Regions from separate parts of the Ovis aries genome. Here region 1 is linked to region 2. The links are chromatin contacts, called in public Hi-C maps. All regions are on one chromosome and are shown on one strand. Each heading gives the region's core, a stretch centred on a gene start, on an enhancer-like site or on the middle of the called end of the contact. The rest is flanking DNA. Distances are from core to core; before and after follow the strand shown. Region 1 overlaps NDRG1 (N-myc downstream regulated 1). Region 2 has its middle 98 kb from the start of ST3GAL1.

What was found. A called contact is a pair of places that touch in the nucleus more often than the background predicts.
Region 1: a contact with region 2 is called in a Hi-C map of omental adipose tissue, with 2.6 times the contacts expected there. The contact joins two enhancer-like sites. A contact is called at or near these places in 5 of 16 Hi-C or Micro-C datasets (muscle, omental adipose tissue, skin fibroblasts and 1 more).

Annotation. Positions count from the first base shown.
Region 1 is chr9:21,177,442-21,182,391 of ARS-UI_Ramb_v3.0, reverse strand. All of the region lies in intron 2 of NDRG1 (N-myc downstream regulated 1), which reads right to left. Among named protein-coding and RNA genes, the nearest start is that of TRNAC-ACA, 12 kb to the right of the region's middle. Within about 2 kb of position 1,886, at least 14 of the 54 cell types and tissues checked have an H3K27ac peak or open chromatin away from gene starts, as enhancers often do.
Region 2 is chr9:21,056,039-21,061,025 of ARS-UI_Ramb_v3.0, reverse strand. No RefSeq gene overlaps it. Among named protein-coding and RNA genes, the nearest start is that of ST3GAL1, 98 kb to the right of the region's middle. Within about 2 kb of position 3,670, at least 12 of the 54 cell types and tissues checked have an H3K27ac peak or open chromatin away from gene starts, as enhancers often do.

The DNA.
Region 1 (4,950 bases), core at 637-3,136, 120 kb before region 2:
TCCTTCTTAGGGGTGAAGAGTCAAGCGGAGAGACTGAAGCTCCCCCAGCCCAGTAGTGGGGTGAACTGCAATGAACCCAGAAGGAGGGGTAGGTGCTGCGGGCAGAGCTGCAGAGATGGGAGTGAAGGAGTAAGTGATGGGAGACCAGGGACCCCCACCAGGTCACAGACCCAGACCTTCTAAATCGGGAACTGGGTGAAAACCTGCTACTTTTCAGAGCAGGGACCTCGCCCCAAACTCTCCATGGCTCCTCAGATGTAACAGCCAGCCAGAGAGCACAGGTCTCCGAACTTCTCAATTTCAGCTCCTCTGAGGACCCAGGTCCCTGCACCTAGAGGAACCCTCTTTGTAAAACACCTCTCAGGGGTCAGCGGGTGACAGAGCGGGGCCGCCCCACACGCCACCCGCCCCCCACACCAGCACATGGTACTCCGTGGGCAGATCCCCTGGGACGCTCTGGTCTGGGCCCCCAGTAGATAACCAGCCCCACAAGAATGCCTTTATGCAGCCTCTGGAGTCTAGGCTCCAGAACATTCTGAAAACAAAGTCGGTTTTATATTTGCGAGCATTCCTGGGCAGCTGCCAGCTCGGAGGCAGGAGGCATGAAAAGCCAAGGTCTGCCGGCCTTGCTAACTCAGCGTGTTCACGGTCCCGAGACCCTGGCTGTGAGACACCTCGCCTACACAGGCCGGGGAGCCTTCCAGAGGCTCACGGCTCTGGCAACGCTAAGAGCTTGTCACAGGGGCTCCTTCAGAACCCAGGGGTGAAGTCAGGGTCTCTGGCTATTCCTGGGCCTCCGTCCCCACCTGCCAGCTCCCCAGGACAGGTAGGTAGCCTACCTGGCTCATTCCCTTCCCTCCCTGCAGCTCCTAGCATCACAACAGACAGAATAAACAGACAGATGAACAGCCTTTATGCAGCTTCACAGCAACTGATCACTCAGTTGCGTCCGACTCTGCAATCCCAAGGACTGTCGCCTGCCAGGTTCTCCTGTCCCTGAAATTCTCCAGGCAAGAATACAGGAGCAGGGTGCCACTTCCTCCTCCAGGGGGATCTTCCCAACCCAGGGATCGAACCTGCTTCTCGTGCATCTCCTGCGGTGGCAGGCTGATTCTTTACCACTGCGCCACCTGAGAGGCCCACGTTTGCGTTTACATTCACTCTTACGTGGTTTAGTAAACCACACAAGTGAAATGCCTTGAAAACAGGTCCACGTGTATTTCAGGCTGCAGCTCAGCCCAGTGTGGTCAGGTCTCCTTGGCTGGCTTGACTCCAGTGTGATCCCACTGGAGGATCAGCCTTCACCTGGCCTCTCACCCTCCCTCAGAACCAGAAAGAGTTCAGGCCCAGCCTTCCTGGCTTCCCAAACGTGCTCCCGGAGAAATCCCTTTACCCCACACCTTCTTTTCCTCCTACAACTCAGCTTCCCAGACCTCAGGAGACAGTGGCTTGAAAACCGGTGAATCCCCCTTAAACAGTATTTGAGAACTGCTCCTTTTTGGAAGCTGGAGGAGGCCTCAGGGAGCCGCACCCCTCATGTGCTCAGGGCCCTGGGGAGACTCAGAGGGGAGCTCACAGAGGACTATCACAGTGTTTGTGCAGACAAGGGTGCTTTGGTCCCCTCATCTGGCGAGGTCCAGAGACATTCTTGATCAGCACCACTGGGAGATGCTGCTAGCATCCAGCTCATGCAGACCAGGGCGGCTGCTGACCACGCCACGGAGGCACAGGGCACCCACGGCAGAATTATCTGGCCCCAGGAGTGAAGCGGCTGAAACGCCCTGGGCCCAGACCAAGAAGCAGCCAGTGAGAACCCCAGGGCTCTGCAGTCTGCAGGGCGACCAGATAAAGCAGAGGACACTCCAGGTTCTCCTCGTCCCCGGGGGATGGGCGTGGGTAGGAGGTGCGGTTCCCGCAGGCCTGGGGCAGCCTGTGGCTCATAACTGTAACTGGACACGTCCCGACAGGTGAGCTCAGCCAGGACCTCCAGCCAGGTCACTGCCTGCGATTCCCAAGACCACCCAAATGGGCTGTAGAAGGTGCACCTTGAGCCCCGGGCCCCCCACACCCCCACCCCGCCTCTCTGAGCTAGGGTGCTCTCAGTCCAACTCAGCAGACTTAGGCCCCTTGAGGCCCCTTAACCCCGTCTCTGTTGCATCCATCAATAAACTTTGCAAACTTTTGTCTCAGAAGCTGTGGGTTTAAAGGAAACCTTATAAGGAAGTTCAATGTATAAAACTGTTTTTAAGAAGAAAGCTGACATGTTTTAGATAAAGCCAGGGACACCTCGTGTTCCCCCTCCCTATCGTCTGCCCCCCACGAGGCAAGACCAGCCCTCAGAGCCCTTCTGAGCTCCAGGAAGCATGTGCTGTAAGGAGGTTTACTCGGAGGTAGTTTTCCTGCACAGCAACTGCATGCGCCAGACACTGAGTGAATCGAGAAAGGACCTATCACAGCTCTGTGATGAGACCTGACTATGTGACAAGTCAGGCGTAGACAGGAGGTGACCTGGTTTCGGTGCCGGGGCTGGTGCCCCCTGCCCTGTTCCCTTCAGGCTCCACTCAGAGGGTGCCCACACCTGGGGTCACCCCCCGCAGCCAACCTACAGCCCCACTGGGCTCAACAAGCTCTCTCCCTGGGTTTGAGACCAAGCGCCGGATGCCAAGCCTGCCCTTCTCCACCGCCTCCTGCAAAGTCCCAGCACAGGATGTAGGGCTGCAGAGGGCCAAGGCAGGGGGCGGAGGGTTGCAGGTGGCAGTCCTGCAGGGGGCCAGGCAGCACCGGGCATGGTGGTGGAAGCCTGGGTGTCTGACTCCCAGCCCCCTATGCCATCCTGTAGGGTGGACTCTGTCTCAGCACAGAGGGAAGCCACTCCACACAGGAAATGAGGTCGGGACAGGTCTCCTGCCAAAACCCCACTCAGTGCACACAGCAGGGTTCCAGGTTACAACGCCAGCTGCCAGACTGATTTATACCACTTCTTCCTTTCCCACCTGCCTGCCCAGAAGGAATTCTGAGAAAATCAATATTGCAGAAGTGAAAGGCAGCCAGGAGTTAGTGGGGAGGTGGGGGGAGATCTGAGGGTCATACCTGAACATTACCATTGATTAGTTCTGTGATCTAACCTCTGAGCCTCAGTCTGCTCATCTGTAAAATGGGCATAACAACTCCTGTTCCCGGCGAGTAGTGGGTGGCCTTCAATGCAACCATGGCACACAGAATCGGGCAAACAGCTGCTTCATTGATCAGTGCACTTCCCTGGTTGCCTCAGAGACCCAGGGCGATCTGTGGGGACAGGGTCTGTATTTTAAACATTCTTAATCCCTCAGTGGCCCAGCAAGGATGGGACACAGAAAAAGGTTCAGCAGGTGTCACATGGGTTTCCAGCAATCAGACCCAACGTGCTACCACTCGGGTCAATGAGTAACAAAGGCCCAAGGGGAAGGCGCGGGTTGGGGGGGCAGGCAAATACCTTTCCAGTTCAACGGACCCAGGAGCCAGTCAGCAATGAGCTGGACTCCATGGGTTCCAGCAAAGCCAAGACTGAGATTTGCTTGGAGGAGTGAAGAAGGTGACCTCGGGGACTGGGAAGGCAGCGGGCGAAGGCATCTCAGGCTATGAGGCCACGTGAGAGCTGTTAGTCGGTCACCCTGAGAGCGAGGGGACACACAGCGCCTGGGATTCTCACAAGCCCTGATGGAGCAGCAGGAACGCTGTTTAGGAGCTGGGGCGTGGGAACCCTGCCCCTCCCAGCCACATGACTGTTACCAAGCCATTCATCCCCTCCCTGGGCCTCGGCTTCCCATCTACAAAATATGTGGCAAGTGTTCTACAGACACTGTTGTTCTCGTTTAGTTGCTAAGTCGTGTCCAGCTCTTGTGACCTGCCAGGCTCCTCTGTCCATGGAATTCTTCAGGCAAGAATACTGGAGCAGGTTGCCATTTCCTTCCCCAGAGGATCTTCCTGACCCAGGGATCGAACCTGTGTCTCCTGCGTTGGCAGGTAGACTCTTTACTGCTCAGCCACCTGAGAAGCCCTCTGTGCACATCACATAGTCCCCAAGACCCCGGACGGATGGGAGTCCAGGCAGGAAGGTGCTGCATGCAGACGAAAGGGAGGTGCCCCCGGGGTGCTGTGAGGGCCTCTTGCAGCATGGCTCTGCTCAGGCCATCTGCCCTGGGAACCTGGAGGACGCTCTTCTCCCAGCCTGGACCTCCTCCTCATCCCTAAGACTGGAGTCCTCCACCAGCTCTGGCATTCCTCCAACAAGCCACCTGGAGGGGGCATCTGCCCTTCCTCTTTGGCAAATTCTGCTGGGCCCCTAAAGCCCCTCCGAGGCGGGGGCGGGGGTGTCTAGCACAGAAATACCCAGAGTGTGCTTGGGGAGCCCCCAGCCTCACCCTCCACAGACACAGACGATGACAGCGACAAGAACTTCACGGTGCCTCCTAGGCTCCAGACTCCATCTCCCCTTTGAGCTTTCCAGTAGCCCTAGAAGGTGGACCGCATCATGTCACCATACAACAGGGAAATGGAGGCACAGAGAGATTAAGAAACGGACCTCAAGTCACCAAGCATCAAGACAGCACAGTTTAAAAAAAACAACGTTAAAGGGGGCAGTTGACCATGAACCCAGCTTGCTCTAAACAGACACACATCCGAGTGCCCAGCCCCAGGCAGGAGGTTCTAAGGATGGGCCCCGTGCTCCCGGGAGACTTCTCCTGTGTGGATCAGCTGGCAGAGTCATGTGCTTCTCTCCCACCATGCACAGCCCCCTTGAGTCACCACCAGAGGCCCAGGCGGCGGGCAAAGTCCACATCTTAGAACTTCTCCAGTCACAACATGCAGAAGGGATCCGCCATATTCAATACTTGAAAAAAAAGGTTCACTGCATTATTCTATTTGTTCCTGGAGGAGGTCCCTGGGAGAATGTGGATTGGATCACCTCGG
Region 2 (4,987 bases), core at 2,421-4,920:
CATGCATAAAAAGGGGTTATTAACTCATACTCTGCCCTCTTCCTAGGACTTATCAAATGAGAAAATATAGGAAAACAATTATTGATGACTATTTTAAATGATTTCTGCATTTAATTTTTTAACTTCAGTGAAATCCAGATTATACGTAAGTAACCGTTTTAAATTATACCATCCAGTGCCATGTGATGCTTTTGCCATGGTGCGCGATTACCAGTAATGAGAAGCCGATGCACCACAACCAGGGAGCAGCCCCTGCTCACTGCAACCAGAGAAAGCCCGCACACAGCCACAAAGACCCAGTGCCGCCAATAAAAAAATAATTAAATTAAAAAAAATTTTTTTGTAATTAAAGTACCCATGTTACAGAGGCAGAATGGACAGGGTGTGGGGACATCAGGGTGGCTGTGGTGGGTGAGAGACGGGGAACCCCAGGGAAGCTGCCTTGCACGTCTGTTTTGCAGACAAGAGAGGCCAACGGAGTCCCTAAGAGCAGAAGCAAGGAAGGAAAATGAAGGATTTGGTTTGGGTCTGTGGAAGTTGAAGGGCCATAGCAGAGAAAATATGCAGAAGACAGGTGGCTATGTGGGTCTGGGGGAGGAGAAAGAAAAGAGAGCGGTGGCTCGCATCAGCGAGGAGCGGCATGCCTGTGATTTGTAGGAAGAAGACCAAAGAAGTCTTCTCAAAAAGCCCAGATATTTGAAGGCGAAGTGAGGGATGTGGACCCTGCAAAGGGCCGAGACGGAATCAGAGAGGAATGGGGTGGGCCACAGCCGCCGCGCGAAGAGCATCGGGTCTCCCCCTGCTTTCCCTTTCTGGAAGGCTTCTATTGTGCCCTCAGGACCCAGCTGGTGTGACCATCTTCTCTTTTTGGAGCTGCCCCAGTCCTGCTGCACCCCTCCAGCTCAGTCTGGTCAGCAATCTGGCCCAAGGTGGAAATTAACCTTCTGGCAGCCCCAGCCATTCCCCGAACAGGGCTGGCTCTTCTGGGACGAATCAGCCCACCAGGTTCACCTCCAACACGCTTGAGTGAGTGAGTGAGTGAAGTCGCTCAGTTGTGTCCGACTCTTTGCGACCCCGTGGACTGTAACCCAGCAGGCTCCTCCGTCCATGAAATTTTCCAGGCAAGAGTACTGGAGTAGGTTGCCATTTCCTTCTCCAAGGGATCTTCCCGACCCAGGGATCAAACCTGGGTCTCCCGCATTGCAGCCAGACGCTTTACCATCTGAATCACCAGGGAAGCTTAACATGCCTGCTTTAGAACAAAACTGTGAATCCCTTGTCCCCACAGCTTTGGTGGGAGATGGAGCACAAATAAGTCTCAGTAATGACTCATTTCATTCCCAGTATAAATCATCTCCACGAGTTTGTCCTCTCTATACCCCCACGGTATAGAGGGTCTCGAGGGTGTTGGACAGCTATTTCGGGAGACACTGCGAGGAGCTTAGGGGTTCCAAGCACAGGCTCAGAGCCTGACCACCTGCTTTACATTCAGGCTCCACTGCTGAGGAGCTGTGTGTACCTGGGCAAGCTGGTTTACGTCTCAGAGTTGTTTATCTTTAAAACGTACATGCCAGGAAGGGTACCTATCTCCCAGAACTGCATAGCAGGTAAGTTACATCTTGCAAACTGCAAACAGACTGGAGTTTGAGAGACACTTACTATCTGTTAAAGTGAAGTCGCTCAGTTGTGTCTGACCCTTTGCAACCCCATGGACGGAGAAGCCTGGCGTGCTACGGCTCCTCCGTCCATGGGGTTTTCCAGGCAAGAGTACTGCAGTGGGTTGCCATTTCCTTTTCCAGTGGATCTTCCCAGCCCAGGGATTGAACCCAGGTCTCCTGCATTGCAGGCAGACTCTTTAGCATCTGAGCCACCCCGGGAAGTACCTAATGCATATTAACTTTCCTTCTATTCTTTTAACTAAGTAAGTAATATTTATTTTTGGTGGAACGGGGTCTTTGTTGCTGCTCGTGGGCTTTGTCTAGCTGCGGCAAGCGGGGGCGATCTTCTCTGTGGGGCGCCGATTCGCCACCACAGTGGCTTCTCTTGTTGCAAAGCATGAGCTGTAGGGAGCATGGGGCAGTGGTTGCAGCCCTTGGGCTCTTCCCGGACCAGGGGTCGAACCTGTGTCCCCCGCATTCACAGGTGGAGTCTCAACCACTGGACCACCAGAGAAGCCCCTTTCATTCTGTATAAATAGAATGAATTCCCAAAGGCCCACATGGTCAACCAACACAAGTTTTAAGAGTCTTCTCTGTACCTGGTACTGTGCTTGTAGTTTGGAATTCCAAAGAGAAGAAACAGACTGCGTTCCTGGGCTTAGGGAACTTTTGTTTGTGACTTTGGGCGAGTGGCATCCTTCGGTGTCGAAGCTTGAGACACATCGATTTTGCCCAGGTCCCCCAGTGTACAGACCTGATAACAGGGATGCGGGACCCCGTGTGTAGCCACTACTGCCATGTTGCCTGCAAGAATGGGAGTGGCCTGGCTTCACTGGCAAAACCCACCCTCTCTTCCCAGTGTGCTTTCCCTGATGCCCAAATTACTCTTAGCATCTCCCTGAGTAGTTCGGTGGACTTGCTGAGGCAGCTGCCAGGAAGAGCTCCCTTCCCCCAGGAGACAGCTGCTCATGCCATCGCTGGGCTGTCTACCCTGGGACGGGCCATCTTGCACAGAAGGAGCCAGACAAAGGTGGCAGAAGCAGCCACCCAGACACACCAAGCTCCTAGTCTGCACACCAGCCCTTGTGATAACAGAAGGCATGGATGAAGACTGGGCTGAACAGCCTTGATTCCACTACCCCCTGTCTCTGGGGCCCCTCCCTAGGCTCTGGGCTGACCTGTCTGCATTTTGCTGAGCCTGCAGAAGGGAGCGCTCCACCCAGGCACCCTCAGGACTCTGGGGCCCTCTCACCAGTCAGCTCCCTGATGTCCATGACGTCGAGGAAGACATGGGTGGACATACTGCTCCTCTGCTATCCCAGATGGTCCCCCACATTCCCAGCCTCCCCGGCAGTTCACATGGGTAGATCACGTTGGCCAGTAGCCTGTGAGTGGAAGTGATGGGTGTGGACTCCAAGTTAAGAACTAGTGAGTCATCTCCACCCCCTCGTCCCTTTGCCAGTGACCTTGAAGACTGTGGATTGAAGTTGAGGTCGGCACAGTCACAAGACGAAGACAGTGGGGGAGCCTGAATGGACGGCCAAACCCACCAGCCTCTGACCCAGCAAGAAATAAGCCTCTGCCGCTTTGCCCTAAGTCACTGGGGTCTGTGGGCTTATTTGTTACTGTAGCACCAGCCTGTCGCATGCTGACTGATGCAGTCACGTCTGATCTTGAACCGTCTAACCCCTCATGGAGTTTGTGACCACAGGCAAGTAACTAACAGGCTCTGAGCCTCAAGTCTTCCCTGGAAGTGGTAGCACTAACTCATCCGTGGGGGCTCTTGTGAGAACTGAATGAGAAAAAGCATAATGAATGCCTGGAGCAGAGACAGGACTCAGAAAATGTGGGGCTGCCCTCTTGCCTTTCTGTAGACTTTGTCTTTTGGTACCCATTCTACAGATTGAGAAGCTGAGGTTCTAAGAAATCAGGTTTATCCTGTAAGTTACAAGGCTAATGAGTCACAGAAAGGGCGGGAGTCTTAAGCTAGCGAAATCTGAGGTCCAGAGGTCCAGCAGACCATGGGGAGAGCTAAGCTGTGTGACAATGTGACATCATTTAAAGCTTTTTAGCCAGTCCACACTTGCTGGGGTTTTGACCTTTTCCGACTGCGTCCAGCCTTTTCCTCTTGACCCAATTCTCTTGGCGAAGTGACAGAGATCTCAATGTCCTTATCTGGAGGGTGTGGACTTGATAATTCTCAATGCCAAGTCTTTTTTTTCCAGGCAAAGCTATATTGGGGCCACTACCGAAGCAGGGAGGGAAGCAAGAACAATCAACAGTTTCCCTTGCTTGCTGGCTCACTCCCTGAGGAGGGTTGAGCTGGTTCCTAAGATGGGGTGAGGGTAGGGGTGTGTCCTGGGGTCAGGCTGGAGAGGTGGTTTGCCCACCCCTTAGGAGGTGGTGTGTATGTGTTGGCAGGGGCGGCGAGAGGTGGGTGGCGGGGGGTGGGGTGGTGGCATGCATAGCCACTTGCTTTTGCCTCTGTCTCTTCAAAAGTGGTAATTGGTTTTGTTGTTGTTGTTGTTGTTTTTTTTTTTAGTGTCTTTGTATCTTTTGTCCAGAATTTGTCCCAACTAATCAATGCCAAGTCATTTTAAATCCTGACCTGGGTGTGTGTTTTCTCATACCATTTTCAGACACTCTGTGTTGACGATCTGGCCGAAGGCGATTCCACTGCGCCCTCTGGTGGCCAGTGTCTCTCAGTGTTCGGGTCCAGCTCTTGACCAAGGTCACCGTGGAATGTGGGCAGCTCCCAGGTCAGGGCAAACCAGGCTGTTGGGGGGCGCATCTCCAAATTACTTCATTTTGGAGCAGAGCAGACAGTTCCCTGTCCACACACTCTGGTGGGGATCTCAGCACCTTGCTTTTGGAGTCCTGGCTCTCCCCGCTCCTTCACTGGCAGGCGACTTCATCTCCTGGAATCTGTTTCCTTGTTAAATTCTCTTCTTCCAGAAACAGTGCCTCTTGGCAGGATTGCTGGCGGATTAAATGAGACTAATGTAGGCAAAGCCCTTAACCCCCGTTGACAGCATGTGAAAGGGAGTTATGATCATCATTAAGAAGCTCCCATGTTTTCTGGCGTTGCTGTCTCCCTGGCATAAGACTGTGACCTTCCGATGTCAGGGAAACTGTCTTGCCCATCCCCAGCCCCCAGTGGCTCTTGGTACATATTTATCAAATGACATGTATATATAAATATATATATATAACATTGGGCTTCCCAGGTGATGCTGTTGATAAAGAATCTGCCCACCAATGCAGGAGACATCAGATGTGGGTCTGATTCCTGAGTCGGGAAGAGCCCCTGGAGGAGAGCATGGCAACCC